4 separate regions of the Mus musculus genome follow, and regions 2, 3 and 4 are each linked to region 1. A link is a contact called in public HiChIP or PLAC-seq and Micro-C data. All regions are on one chromosome and are shown on one strand. The core of a region is the stretch at or near the end of the contact, and the rest is flanking DNA. Distances in the headings are between cores, read along the strand shown. Region 1 holds the start of Rfx4 (regulatory factor X, 4 (influences HLA class II expression)). Region 2 holds the start of E230014E18Rik (a long non-coding RNA gene). Region 3 overlaps Ric8b (RIC8 guanine nucleotide exchange factor B). Region 4 holds the start of Ric8b (RIC8 guanine nucleotide exchange factor B).

Region 1 (3,512 bases), core at 374-2,873:
ACGGGGTTGAGGAGATAGTAGTATTTATCCCCTTAGGCCGCTAAAGCTTTTCATCCACTGCTAGAGAGGGAAAGCTGTGTGCCTGGGGTTGGTGGCCGAGGGCTTCTGGGCACAAGATAGATAGTTGTGTGAGAGAGATAAGAGATAAGAGAGATAACCCGGGTTGGAATTTAGCAGCAGTTTGAGCAAGAAGGGGCAACACACAGAGGCCCGGTAGGGCCTGAGGAGAGCAACGGGGGAGAAACGTCGTTACTCCCATTTCACAGATAAGGAAGCTGAGGCCCAAAAAAGATGAAGGAATCTGCAGAGCCGGGATTCGAACCCTTCTGCCCGTCCGCGCTGCCCCTTCCCTGCATCTCGTGACCTTAACTCGGCACGTGCTAGTCCCTTGCCCCTCACCCACCATTGTCCCACTCGGCGCGGCTCGGGGGGCTACCCGGAGGCCCGAGGTGGGCAGGCCCGGGGTCGCGGGCAAGAAGCGCACCCGGCTCGGCGGGAGGGACTCGGGCGATCCGCCCCTGCGCCGCTGGCGCTGCCTCTGTCCATGGTCAAAGCAGCGGGGTAATCCGCCTTTCTCTTCCGCCCGCCGAGCCCATTCATATTCTAATCACAGCGCGGCCGGCCCGCGAGCGGCCACTTTCCCGGGGCCACGGGAGCCCCCCCTCCACCCCCACTTTCCACTTGCGGTCCACAGGCCCCGGCCCCCTCCCCCTCCCACACTTTCAACTGCGCCGGGGAGGGGTCCCTGGGAAAGCCTCATCCCCAGCTCTGACGCCGGGGCTTCTCACCAACTCCGTTGCTGGCTGTGGGGGACCGAGAGGGTGGCAGAGGGGGGAGCCGGGGGACATGGGAAGAGGGAGGGGCCCGGACGCAGACAGACTGACATACAGGGTTATGGGAAGAGGCGCGGGGGTGGGGGTGGGGGTGAGGGTCCCAGAGACCCAGGGAGAACGCAGAACTAGGGAGAGACAAAGAGACTGGCTGCCAAGGGAGAAACGGAGAGCGAGACAGCGAGGCACGCCGACCTGGAGAGACCCGTGGGGCGAGAGACAAGGGGTACAAAAGTTCTGGTTGACGCAAGCCAGCCTCTCACCCCCTCGCAGCCAAGCGGCCTTCTTGTCCCTCAGACTGGTTATGGGAACCTAAGGCTTCACTTTCCCCTTCCTCAACTTCTACTCCCACGCACGTCCGCGGATCTGCGTGGAAGAAACTCAAGACATACCCCCTCTGCACTACTCCCCGGCCCCTACTCAAAATCTAACTCAAGGCGAAAACGGGACGTGTCTCGAGGGGAGAAAAAAAGGAGTCGGGCCCACTCGTGGACGCACAGGAGACTCCTAGGGCTCGGGTACCTCTGCACCCCCCTTCATGGCTGCACCGCGCGGGGCCCGGGCGCGGGAGGACTGAAGAGGGGGGCAGATCTAAGCCAATTTTGATTTCGTCTATAATGAGTGCCGGGCTAAGGCTGGAGAAGGCCTCTGGAACTTTAAATAAGAAAAACGTTGCTAATGCTATAATAGAAGGGGGAAGTCGGAGGGCTGGGATTGCGTCGCTCTGAGCCCCCCTTTTCGGAGGCGGCTTTTCTTATTCAAAACAGGCCCACAATGGGCTTCACAGTGCGCCTCGCCACGGCCCCATCTGACGAGCGGCCATTCATCAGGCCCGCTGGCCTATCAATGACATTGCTCCCATCGGGGCTCCTATAAAATGATGTTTTTTCCCATGAAACATCCGCAAACATTTTGACGGGTTTGGCTTTGCCCGACTGGATTACTGAGTGTCCCCTCGCTCGCTCGCTCGCTCTCTCGCTCTCTCCTTCAGCTCTAGCTTCCTTCCTTCCCTCGCTTCTTCGCCTCTTTTCTTTCCACTAGTTCTTTCTTTTCCCCTTTTATCCTTTTGCCCTCTCACCCACCGTCTCCCCCTCTCTCTCTCGCTATCCCTTCCTTCCTTATTTCTTCCCTCCCTTCCTCCCTGGGCATCTCTAGCACAGGGGATCCCCAAATATCAGGACTTTTGGGGGGCGTCTGTGCTGTCCATGGGAAGAGCATGCATTGTGGGTTACTGGAGGAACCCGACATGGATTCCACAGGTTAGTCCTGGTGGGACTTGGAGGGGGGTCATTGGAGGGGGGAGGAAGGAGAAGGGACAGGGCGGGGGTCACTTCAGAAAGAGTTGCAGAAAGTTCAGGCGGGGCAACCTGACAGTGGGATCCCAGGAGAGGAGGAGAGCGTGCAGAAGTTTTCGGTCCAGCGCTAAGTGTGTAAGTGGATGCATGGAAGTGTGTGTGAGTGTAAATGCGTGTGTGCGCGTGCGCGCACTCTGAGGCGCGCGCTTTCACTTGGACATAAAGTTGCATAAAGATGCTCGCTGGCTCGCGGCGAGCTCGAGGTGTTTATGCTACTTGCAAGAGCTTTGCGAGCAAGCCGCCCCGCCCGGACCCGGCGGCGGCCCTGGCTTTGGCTAGGGTAGTGGTATGCTTAGGATCTGGGGTGAGGGCCCCGAACGCTCCAAAGGCGGAGGAGGGCGACGGCGTACCGCGTCTCACCGCGCACTGGAGGCTCTTGCTTCTGGAATCTCGCTGCAGGGAGGGAGTGGCGGCGGCGAACCCGGTGGTCCTGGGGCTTTAGTAGCTTTGGGCTAGGAGAGATGGGCCCCTAGGACTGTAGTCTCCCGGCCGCGAAGACGCGACTCACTAGCCTCTCCACAGTGAGGCTGTAACCTTGCAAAAGGGGGGTGGGGGGAGCAGAATGCAGAACATATGAAGAGGCCTGACACTGAGTTTTGTGAACCGGCCTGTAGTTTGAGGGCTGTGTGGTGGACATCAGGCACTAGGGTCGCCACGGTTCACAAGGGAACACACGGAATCTCTTACAACGAAAATGCCCAGCATCTTCTCCAGGCGATCCGTTGGTCAACTTCTACGCCTAGCATCTTTGGGGACCCGCCGCACTTCAAATTCTGTTATTTTTTTCTATGTCCTTTCCATGTAGTGGTTCTCAAAAAAACTTTACTCTCTCCGTTAGGCTCAGTCTCTCCACCAGGCCACTCCAATCCCTGCTGGGCCGCAGCTTTGGAATTTTGAGGGGTGGTAAGACCACAGCCTGGGCATAGGCAGCAGCTTGACTGAAACCTGAGAGAATGTGAGGGCATTGCAGCTGAGCAACAAGTGCCTGCTGGCCTCAGCTGTGCCCTGACACACATTAACTTACTTGCAAATAACACCACAGTCAACTCTGCCCCCACTCCACCCACCCCTAGGGCAGGTTGTAAAAAGATTAAGCTATCTAGATATCTTCCCAGACCTTGTTCTTCTGTACTGGGAGGAAAGTTCCAGGCCTCTCTTGGCCTACATTGCAGACCTGGTGGCTGAGACCGCTGGCCCAGGGGTATCTGCGGCATTCCAGGGTACGTTTTTTTTTCTGTCTCCGGTACAGTTAAACTCTCACGCTTTCCTGGGTGTCAGTGAGCTCCTGAGCATAGCCGAAGCCCGAGCTTCTAAAGTCCAGCTTAGT
Region 2 (3,512 bases), core at 562-3,061, 240 kb before region 1:
CTCCTCACCTATACAGCCCTCCTCCATTCTCCCCAACCCTCCAGCCCTCCTCCCCAGCCCTCCTCCATTCTCCCCAACCCTCCAGCCCTCCTCCCCAGCCCTCCTCCATCCTCCCCAGCCCTCCTCCATTCTCCCCAGCCCTCCAGCCCTCCTCCATCCTCCCCAGCCCTCCTCCATTCTCCCCAGCCCTCCAGCCCTCCTCCATCCTCCCCAGCCCTCCTCCATTCTCCCCAGCCCTCCAGCCCTCCTCCCCAGTCCTACCCTCAGGAAGTTCCCCAAGAATCAGGACAGGCTACAGAGTCAAGGAGAGTTGAAGGTGAGAAAGACTGTGGAGCTCAGAAAAGGGGCAAGTTACCCAGAGCAGCACAGCCTGTCAGACCAGCACCCTCATCCAGTGTCCTCCATCCTGACCTTATAATTCTACCTCGGAACTCCTCTCCCCATGAGAGCCAATTAAGAAAATGAGAGGTTGGAACTTTCTAAATATCGGTGTTTCTAAGACTGACTCCATGCGAGCACATGGCCTAAGACAGGGGAAGCTGCACCCAGTGTGCAACCATCACTTTCCACAGAACATGACCAAGTACCCCAGCACAGGTGGCTCTGCCCTCACCACAGGCCCATTGCCCAATCGGCCTTGCTCAGGGTGTCAGGAACCAACACGCTCGCCTGGCACAGCCTAGAGGAAGTGCCACACCTTTTGCAGCAGCTCTGATCCTTCACTTGCTGCCCGGCGCTTCCAATCGTTACTTAGGCTGGCACGGGGCCAAGACAAGTAACCAGGGAGGAGGAACAAGGCCCTGTCTTGTCTCCTGAACCAGTTGGTCTGAGCAGTTTGGGTGAACAACTTCCTCTCTCTGAGGCTGTCTCCCCATCTGGGGAAAAAAAAAAGACGAAGGTTTAATTTGAGCCCCTTTAATCTTTACTATGCAAGGCCTGTTTGTTGCATGGTCTGTCCCTATCAGAATTATTCACGTTGATTGATCGTGATTACAGGCCCACAGGGACTGGTGGTGAGTCGGTTATCATGGGCTTTCTGATTTACACTATCGTATGTCTGATGCGTGAGTTTTCTCCCTGTGTTTCTTCTCCTTACAAAAAGTGACCATAGGGCCAACTGTCTTGATATGCTCCTTTGATCCCAGGACCAGTCTGAGGCAGGAGAATACTGTTAGTTCAAGACCAGCCTGAGGCTGCATAGTAAGATCCTGCAACACCACACACACACACACACACACACACACACACACAATCACACACACACACAATCACACACCCTTTAACTGGGAAATTTCCCTCACATACAAAAAGGGTCATGGAGTTAATTAAGGGCTGGAGAGATGGCTCGGCTGCTCGGCTGTTAGGAACACTTGCTGCTCTTGCAGAGGACCCAGGTTCCATTGCCAGCACCTATGTTGGACAGGTCACAACTATCCACAGCTCCAATTCCAGGGAATCTGACACCTTATTCGGACCTCTGAAGGCCTGGACATGTGTCAGATGCACACAGACACACACACACACGTAGAGCTCCAAGTAAGCTCAGCCTGCTTTCTTATAGAGCTCTAAGTAAATACAAGTGTTCTTTGCTTAGCACAGCACAGTTAGACACTGATGTACTCACTAACTGAAAAATACATAGGTGAATAGAGTTTTGCTTTCAGTCTTCCATTTTTATAGCACATCATTGGGAGGGGGGGACTTGGTTCACCACTTACTATGACCAGGAAATGTTCTGAACAAAGTACTTAGCCTCCTTGGAGCCTTCACCTATCAAGAAACGGGGCAGGGTGGGGCAGGGTGGGTTGCTAAACATAGTGCCTCCCTGTGTGGCTGTCATAAAGCCTTTAGAAGAATGACTGTGCATACTCAGTACTCAGGAAGTGTTAGTTACTTGGTACGCCTCCTAGAACCAAGCATGGTAACTTCTCTGCAGATACAGAGATGAAAGACCCAAACACGGAGGGTGCCATCCAGCAAGAAAGCAGTCATGCAAGCCATTGTAGCACAGAGGGAAGAGGCTTTCCGACCAGCAGCCTGGAGGGTGGGGTCCTGGGTGGAGCATTCAAGTCGGCTTAGGGTTCAGGTTCAGAGATGGAGCAGTCTGATTAGGAAAGGAGGAAGATGCTGGAGATGTCATAACAGAGGAAAACAGCCTCATGAGATCCCCAGGAGCTGATGGCAGGAGCCAGCCAGAGGTAGGCATGGAAGATATAGTGGGAAGGGGACACAGACAGACAGACAGACACTTGGGAAAGGCTGTGCTTGTGATCTATGGGGGAGTCCCCAAAGACAAGCCAGAGACAGGAAGGGCAGTGAGGCACAAACACCTGTCTTCATTTCTTCCGGCCATTTCCTGTTTCCCCACTGGACCAGGATTACAGTGAAGGCAGGACTCCATCTGTCTTGCTGTCTGTCTCCTTCATGTGCAGCAGAGTGGTGTTCCGCAGTATCATGAGCCATGAACCAGGCTGCTGGTGATTAGCCTCCGATCCCCAGTTATGGGGGTAAAGAGGAGGCTGGGAAGAGAGGGTGGTGGTGTGTTAAGGCTTTATCCCCCGTGATGTGGAAAGGGAGAGTGTCCTAGTTAGGGTGAGCATTGCTATGATAAAACACCACGGTCAAAAAGCAAATGGGAAGAAAAGGATTTATTTCAATCACAGTTCTGTATCAACTGTACATCGTCAAAAGCAGTGAGGGCAGGAACTCAGACAGGGCAGGAACCTGGAGGCAGGAGCTGATGCAGGGGCCGTGGAGGGGTCCTGCTTACTGGCTTGCTCTGTATGGCTTGCTCAGCCTGCTTTCTTTTCTTTTTTTCTTCCTTTCTTTCTTTTCTTTTTCTTTTTCTTTTTCTTTTTCTTTTTTGAGACAGGGTTTCTCTGTGTAGTCTTGGCTGGGCAGTGGTGGCGCATGCCTTTAATCCCAGCACTTGGGAGGCAGAGGCAGGTGGATTTCTGAGTTCGAGGCCAGCCTGGTCTACAGAGTGAGTTCCAGGTCAACCTGCTTTCTTATAGAACCCAGGGCTACCAGGCCAGGAATGGTACCACCTGCCATGGACCACCCCATTTGGGTATGGGGTCCCTGGAATGAGGGTCCTCAAAGCTAGGTGGGTAAGAGTTTGGCAGTGACAAACAGAAACATAGAGGCAGTTTGAATCTGAGTGTATTTTGCAGCTCCCAAGCAGGGGATTTTATATATTAAAAAACCAAACATTACATCTCTTAGAAACTATATCCAATGAAACAATCACAGATACCAAAAAAAAATCATTTGGCACAGTAAAGCACAAAAGTTATCCAAGCATTACAACTCTGAAACTATGTATTTAGTGAACCACAAACAAAACAGGTAACATCATTATAAATCATCAAAATATAACAATTCTAAAAGGATGTATTCAGTGGGCGCTGTCATCCAAGGCTTGTGGCATATTTCCAGGAGCAGGTTAATAAATCTTTAACGGTCAGTGCCCTTAACCACTGAACTAACTTTCCAGCCCCATGGTCAATTAT
Region 3 (3,512 bases), core at 607-3,106, 210 kb after region 1:
TCCCACCGTGTAACAGAACAGCATCCCACCTTTACAAAGAAGGAAGTCCTAAAACTCCCAAGAACGTATGTAGATATAGAAGATGCTAACAAGTTAAATGAACCAGGCACATGCATGATCCTCTTTTAATAAGGAATCTAAACTAGAGACACTTAGAGGGTGAGGTCCTATGCTAGTGATGGCCTAGAAGGGAGGCGTGGGGGAGTGGTATCATCTATTGTTGCTGTACAGCAGAGTCTACCATTAGCAATACTGTAGCATATATTTAACACTTGGTAAAAAGGTTAGATCTTAGGTGCTCTTCCCACAAAAGAAAAAATAATAAGCTTTTCTTTCTTTCTTTCTTTCTTTCTTTCTTTTTTTTTATTAACTGAAAGAGATCAGGAGAATCTTTTGAAGATCTCCAGATTTGGCTAGCTTTCTTTCCAGGCTTGAAAATATACACATAAGCCTCAATAGGAAGAAAGTCTATGTGACTGTAAGGTTCATTGCTTGCTGCGGATTGGTGTGGGCCGCTAGCATGCACCTCACTGTCAGTGTTTGTTGAGTTCAGCAGTTGATGGAAGGCCAAATCTAAGGTTGTCCTCCCTCCCCACAGCTGGTAAGCCTTCTGCGTATCAGGAGGGGCTGGGAGCCTGAGCTGGGGGGGTGGGGTGTCACAGCACAGTGATTAATGGTCTCTGGGAACTGGAAAGGAGAGTAATATACACAGCATTTCTACCCCCTGGAGTAGGAATGCAAACACCATTGTGCAAACCTGTGCATTGGCACCGACTTCTGGAAGCTGGAGAATCTCATGTACTCTTCTACCACAAATAAAACTGTCAGAGAATGACAGAGCTCAGAAGGCTGACCTTCCTGCTTAAAAAGAATAGCTCGAACACAGCGAGCCAGAAAATTAATTTTGTAGCTGTTTGAGAACTGAGTTCAATAGGTAATGAGAAGAAAAGCCTTAAACATCCAAATATTTGTTGATTCCAGCTCTACATTTGGCTTCCTAGATATGCTGAATTTCTAAACATTCCTCCTGGAAGTGGATGTAAAGGAGAACCAGCCCTTTGTAATAGAGCGACTCTCAAACTCTTCAGCCTGGTCTGGGATAGATGCAGAGGGTCACACTGCTGATGCTTTCCAGAGATGGCCGTCTTGTGTTTAGGGGGAAATCATAGCATTTTGGAATGGCTTGTACCGGTTTAGAGAGTAATTCTTAGGTAAAGTTCTTCCTCTCTCTTCTCCCGAGTGACTCTGGTTCCTAATAATAATAGTTTCCAAATGCTTAAGTGAGAAGCAAGCCATTTTAAAGTATAAATTAGGTACCCTGGAAGCTTGCAAGAAAAGAAATCTAAAGTTTGTGTGGAAAGTGTTGTACTTTAATTGCCTTTGAGAGTCATAAATGACAGGACAGAGAGTGTGTGGCACTGACAGCAGCTTCAGTGAGGACAACCGTAACTTAGGCTTTACCAGCGACCATGTGTTCATAACAACAGTTCACTTGTTTCCTGACCCACAGTTCATACCACTCTTTATTGTCACTCATTTTCTGTACTGTCTAATTTATAACGGATTTTCAGAAATGATTTTTTAAAATTTTTTCCATAATATAAAGAGAATAAAATATTGATTCATGGGAAATAAAACCATGCTTCAAATTGTTTTTCTTTTTGTTTTATTTTTTAGAATGTCACTATGAATTACGTTTAAATTGCTATGATCTGAATTAAGACAGCATCGGCTGGATTAAGCCCTGACTTTGGTTTCCAGGCGGTTATACTTTTAAACTACATTTGCAAGGGTTTATTTTTAGTCAGGATGTGGTTATTTTTAGACGTGCTTCTGTGTCACTAGGAAATGTAATGCCTGTCTTTCCATTGTTGTTTACCAGGAAGTCCTGGGGTACAGGCTATTAAATCAGCTCACATAGGAACACTGCCTCTCCTGGCAGATAAAACTGTGAAACGGTATGTGGAGAAAGATCTCCTTTGCAAACATGCCTCGGTCTGAATCTCTACTACCATTTTATCCTCTTGAATACTGGGCGCTAGGACAAGGTTTTTAGGGAATGCCAAAATACAAGGTTTGGGTCCCCTGCTGGTGTGCATCCCAGGCTCCTATACAATCCAGGGAAGTCACAAGGCCTGGGACAGAGATGGGACAGTAGTGTGAGAGCCAACGGTGAGAGAGGAAAGGGGGCACTGTGCTTTCCCTTGAAATATAAAAAATTGTATTTTGTACATTAGAAAAAAAACCCAAGTCTTGATACTGTAGTGTTTCTCTTTAATGTTGTTGCCTGTGATAAGCTGCTTATCACATTGCTTCTCAAGTGCTTGGTGCTGTAATCGGAGGGACAATAAACAGCACTGGACCCACAAAAGCAGCTCAGGCCCTGACGAGCATGCAGAGCCACCATTGTCACAGTAGATTAAAGAGCTGGCATTACAGCTGCCTGATTCCTGTTCAGTGTTTCAGAAGGTGGCGTGCTGTCCTGTCATTGTGTCTGTCCGTTTACCATTGCTCCTTTTTACTTTGTCGTGGGTATGGTTAAGACAGGTCTTTCTTTTCTTTTAGTAAATGCCAAGTCATATTAATGGCTCAGTTTGAAAAAGAAAAATTTTAATTGACTCCTAAAAGTCACCTCTGAACTTTGTATTATGTTTGCATTTTAAAAGCCTATTCACTCAAATTAAAATAATTGTATTTTCAAATTGCCTTTCAGTAATGCCGTCAACCTTTTAAGCAATGTTCCAGTCTCTTGTTTGGATGTTCTCATTTGTCCATTAACCCATGAAGAAACAGCCCAAGAGGCAGCAACTCTAGATGAACTGCCCAGTGATAAAACAACGGAGAAAGACACAGCTTTGAAAAACAGTACCATGGTATACAATGGCATGAATATGGAGGCCATTCACGTTTTACTCAATTTTATGGAGAAGAGAATTGATAAGGTAAGCTGCTGGAGTGGGAAGGCGCACCTAAGCCCTATGTGCCCCGCATAGAGATGACACAGCATGAGCGCACAGCTTGTCCTTGGTGCTTGGCATGCTATATAGTTCTACTTCTCCAAGAACATTACCATGATAATGACACATTGGAAGAAACCAAGGAATTTATGTAATGTTCAAATTGTATTTTACACCAAATTTATAACTAATGTCTGAAAGTAAAGGAAAAATTAGCTGCCCTGTAAATGTCAGAAGTAAAAACTAACCTCTCCAAATGACATGTTCAAAGTATTTTGTCTTCAAATTTCTCTAGTCTGTCACTCAGTTTCTCCTGAAAGGCAGCAGTGTCACATAGATGGGTCTCAAAATCCTTTGCTTCTTTGAAGCACATTGGCTGGGCTTGTGTAAACCCTAGGAGAAAAATGTAGGAAGAAGCAGGAAAGATAAAACCACATAGTAAAATGAAGATAACTTATGGAAATATTACATAAAGTAACTTTTAAAGTCATTTGTAAACGTTGGTATCCTCCCCCCTTTCCCCTCCCTCCCCTCAAGAAAGTCTTCCTATTCTCA
Region 4 (3,512 bases), core at 285-2,784, 160 kb after region 1:
ACAAGGATGATTACTTGAGGGTAAAACGCTTGGAAATTTCTTGCAGAATTCATCTATTCTCTATGAGAGAGCCTGGGAGTGCAGAACAGGCTCCAGGTCCAAACTTAATATAAAAACTATGCATTTTAAATTTTCAAGACTGCTCATTTTAAAACAAGAACAGCAGGGCTGTTCATGGTGATGTCCACAAGAACAGACCACCCAGTAAGGTTGGGACTTGTTTTGGGAGCCACTGTATCCACACTGTATTGGATAATGCCCAGCAATGCACAAATTCTCAAATATTTAATTTTTTGAGATGTTGAGTGAACCCAGATGAAATGTAAGTGGCTGGCACAGAACTAACACTTGGAGAATATGTGCCTCCATCACCACTGACTCCATGGATACTCTGGTTGTGTGATATTTACATCTTTGGGAACGACCTGGATTCAAATCTCAACTTTCTCAATTACTAAGTGCAGAGCTAATTTCCCTGGGTTCAAATCCCAGGTATGCCTCATTAATTCTGAGCTTCAATTTCTTCATCTGGAAAATAGAAATAAAATATATATGTATATATGTACATACACACACACACACATATACATACATATAATATAAAATTATATATACATAATCTAATAATCTATCTCCAAATAATATCTATATAGATATATAGATCTCTCCAAATTTCTTTATCTGTTGTGATTCCTTAGGGTTCCACAAAGAACTGTGTTCAATTTCCCATGTTGCTGTAGCCTAGTGCATAACAGGACTGCAACCGGGTGAGGAGGGTGAGCATTCCAGAGACGGAAACCGCTAACTGAGCATAGAGGGAACTCAACCTGGCGCTGACAGCCACTACCAAGGGTCGGCCGTTTCGCCATCGTCAGTAAGTCCAACCAGCCGCGTCTAAGTGCAGGTCAGAAAAAAGAAAAAAATAAAAACCAAAAAAAAAAAAAAAAAAACCCAAAAACAAAAAACCCAGTTAAACCCCAGTTTAGACCCTCCCACCAACGAAGGGTCCCTCCGCCTCTGGCCTCCAGCGGTCGCAGGATTCTGGTTTCCGGCCTTTAGGGAACTACATTTTCCAGCATGCCCTCTGGAAAGAGGGAAGTCTTTTGCACTGGATGACTACCAATTCCGGCATGCTATTCAGTTCACTAATAACTCAGATGACAGCGTGGGATGAGCCCATTGCATGTCGGGAATTGTAGTGTAGAAGCGGTAGGCTCGCAGATGGGCGGGGAACAGCCCGCCAGTTCTCGTCCGCTATGGGGGAATGATTCATAGAGTGTTAGGAGAGACAGTTCTGCTCGTGGAAGCCCGCTGCGAAGCCCAACTCTTCCCCAAGGCTGGCAGACCTAGGGGAGTAGGCAGGGCCTGGGCCTGACTCAGTCTCTGGTGGCTCCTCAGGCCTCCACCAAGCCCCGGGCCTTGTCAGGGGAGGCCTCCGGGCGCCGGTTGCTGGGGGAGCGGTGACGTCGCGGGGTGAAAGTTGAGGGGCGGTGACGTAGGGCCTGCCCGGGCGGAGGCTGGCGGGTTGGAGGCTGGAGGGAGGGAGGGAAGGAGGGAAGGAAGGAAGCTGGGAAGGAGCGAGGTAGCGGGGGCGCGAGGCGTTTACCTGGGAGGCAGCGGCTGGGGCGCGCACAGCGGCTGCGGCTCCCCCGCACCTGCGGCCATGGATGAAGAGCGCGCCCTCTACATCGTCCGGGCCGGCGAGGCGGGGGCTATCGAGCGGGTCCTGAGGGATTACAGCGACAAGGTAAAGAACTCTGGCCCCGGGCGTTCGCTGTCTTGTCCCCCCTCCCCCCGGGCCGCCTTCGGGGCTTGCACTTCGCATCCTCCCCATCCCCCTCATTCCGGGGATGCGCATTGCTCTCCCCCGAAAACGTTTCCGGCTTGGGCATGCGTGTTTGTGCCCCCAGCCTTTCCCACTCGTTCATCCTGCATCTACCCATTGCCTCCACTATAATGCCCACTCCGATTTCTGGCCCAGCAGCCTGTCCTGTGGTCTTCTTCCTAAACGTGCAAGGCACACCCCCAGAATCTGTAGATGCGCGGCTGCCCAGTGCCCCGTTCCTGGATGCATAAAATGCATGCGAGGCTTTCTCACCTGTATAGTGTGAAAATACATGCTTCTCTGCATAAACACGGCCCTTGTCATGCACAAAACATATCAGCAACGATGGCAGGTCTTTGTGTACCTGTACCATTGTATGGTTTACCAGGCATTGATGTCTTTTATGTGATCTCCTTTGATATCCTCCAAGTGCTTATAAAGTAGATGGTATCAACCTTCCCATTTCATAGATGAGGAAACCGAGGTGCAAAGAACTGAAATCACGCCCCAAGGTCATGGACATATGTTGCAAGTGGGTAGAAAATCCAACTCCTAATAATACCTGTTATTTGTATCGCATTAACAGCTTTTCTGTTCATTATCTCATTTAATCTTGACAGCAATCCTGTGAGGTATTATCTGTGTTTTGCAATGGAGCCTCCAGATGGGCTAAGTAACTAGCCCAAGGTCATTCCTGGGAGCCAGAGCCTTCCCACCTAGGTTTTCAAACTATCCATTCACTGGTCTTTTGCTACAGTGATCGGTATCTTATTATTAATACCACTTTCATCTCTGGAGGAGCTCTCTCTCCAAGTACCATTAGATCTTCCTTTTCCTTTCAGCAGTTTCTCATGTTTGCTTTAATAAGTAGCCTACCTAACACCTTTAGGCTGTTTGGGAGACTTGTATGACTCTCTTCTCTGAAGACCCATCCATCACCAAGTTACACCATATACCTAACAGGTACCTTACTGTTCCTTTCCCCTGCCTATTTATCAGCCCTCTCTGAAAGAAACATGGCTGTATGCCCCTGTGGACCTTCTCTTCTGTGCCTACTACTCCGCTCTCATATATTTTGTATCAGTGAACTGCCTGTATGCCCATTTCTGCGCTTAGTAGAAAATACCTCCAGAAGAGACATACTTCTTGTTTTAAAAGAACCTTCATACCCACTTAATCTTCCCAGCAATCTAGTGAGGACAGTGAGGAGGATATTCCTCATTTCACAGAGAGTAACACTCAGGATAATAATGTCTTCCCAAAGTCACATACCCAATGAAAAATAAGACTGAGAGTTGAGTCTAGCTCTCCAACTCTAAGTCTAGTGCCTTTTTTTTGCTGTGATACATTCTTAGGTAGAATGCACGGACTGTACTCTAGTCATGTCTTAGCCCCTTCACCTGATAGGCTTTAGTGTTGATCATATCTGCCTAATTTAGGAGAAACTCATTTAATGCGTAGGTGTACATACTGCGTATATTGTATTATTTTTAACTTGATTTATTATTGCTTTCCAGAGAAGATATGGGGGAGCTTCAAGCTGATTTACAAAGAGAAGTATAATAGTTTGGCTATTGTGTTGAATGAACTTCTATTAACTGTTAATGTTTTTTTTAGCACTTACTATATGCCAGCTAGCTAACAATGATAGGAACCTTTTTTCCACAAGCCAGGGAGGAGGGAAAAC

Evidence for each region. Hi-C and Micro-C count contacts between places; a contact is called where the count stands out from the background. HiChIP or PLAC-seq counts read pairs in DNA pulled down with a chosen protein or histone mark.
Region 2: a Micro-C map of embryonic stem cells shows a contact between it and region 1, with 1.9 times the contacts expected there. The contact joins the promoter of E230014E18Rik here to the promoter of Rfx4 in region 1. A contact is called at or near these places in 4 of 39 promoter capture datasets (cranial neural crest, liver and pre-B cells), 3 of 484 Hi-C or Micro-C datasets (embryonic stem cells and nephron progenitors), 1 of 115 datasets of contacts at active chromatin or transcription factors (embryonic stem cells) and 2 of 9 other capture datasets (adipose tissue and pancreatic islet).
Region 3: a contact with region 1 is called in an H3K4me3 HiChIP or PLAC-seq map of embryonic forebrain, with 5 times the contacts expected there. The contact joins the enhancer-like site here to the promoter of Rfx4 in region 1. A contact is called at or near these places in 5 of 39 promoter capture datasets (the 3T3-L1 cell line, cranial neural crest, hippocampal neurons and 2 more), 2 of 484 Hi-C or Micro-C datasets (B cells and neural progenitor cells), 9 of 115 datasets of contacts at active chromatin or transcription factors (cardiomyocytes, embryonic forebrain, embryonic hindbrain and 5 more) and 2 of 9 other capture datasets (embryonic stem cells and liver).
Region 4: a Micro-C map of embryonic stem cells shows a contact between it and region 1, with 2.2 times the contacts expected there. The contact joins the promoter of Ric8b here to the promoter of Rfx4 in region 1. A contact is called at or near these places in 22 of 39 promoter capture datasets (the 3T3-L1 cell line, the C10 cell line, the HPC-7 cell line and 14 more), 9 of 484 Hi-C or Micro-C datasets (B cells, embryonic stem cells and neural progenitor cells), 18 of 115 datasets of contacts at active chromatin or transcription factors (astrocytes, embryonic forebrain, embryonic hindbrain and 6 more) and 3 of 9 other capture datasets (adipose tissue, embryonic stem cells and liver).

What each region holds. Positions count from the first base shown.
Region 1 is chr10:84,754,425-84,757,936 of GRCm38.p6, forward strand. Rfx4 (regulatory factor X, 4 (influences HLA class II expression)) reads left to right here and starts at 1,624. Exons shown (of 18, transcript NM_001024918.1): 1 at 1,624-2,089. The coding sequence starts at 2,047.
Region 2 is chr10:84,515,892-84,519,403 of GRCm38.p6, forward strand. It overlaps E230014E18Rik (a long non-coding RNA gene), which reads left to right and starts at 1,812. Exons shown (of 2, transcript XR_003948929.1): 1 at 1,812-2,198. Gm34405 (a long non-coding RNA gene) reads right to left here and starts at 1,771. Exons shown (of 4, transcript XR_380642.4): 1 at 425-1,771.
Region 3 is chr10:84,967,150-84,970,661 of GRCm38.p6, forward strand. It overlaps Ric8b (RIC8 guanine nucleotide exchange factor B), which reads left to right. Exons shown (of 10, transcript NM_183172.2): 5 at 2,714-2,942. It overlaps Gm34633 (a long non-coding RNA gene), which reads right to left. Exons shown (of 3, transcript XR_003948930.1): 3 at 3,223-3,350. Among named protein-coding and RNA genes, the nearest start is that of Gm34633, 35 kb to the right of the region's middle. Within about 2 kb of position 1,857, at least 30 of the 459 cell types and tissues checked have an H3K27ac peak or open chromatin away from gene starts, as enhancers often do. A contact at or near this core is called in cardiomyocytes, embryonic forebrain and neural progenitor cells, where this site is marked.
Region 4 is chr10:84,916,079-84,919,590 of GRCm38.p6, forward strand. It overlaps Ric8b (RIC8 guanine nucleotide exchange factor B), which reads left to right and starts at 1,535. Exons shown (of 10, transcript NM_183172.2): 1 at 1,535-1,747. The coding sequence starts at 1,664.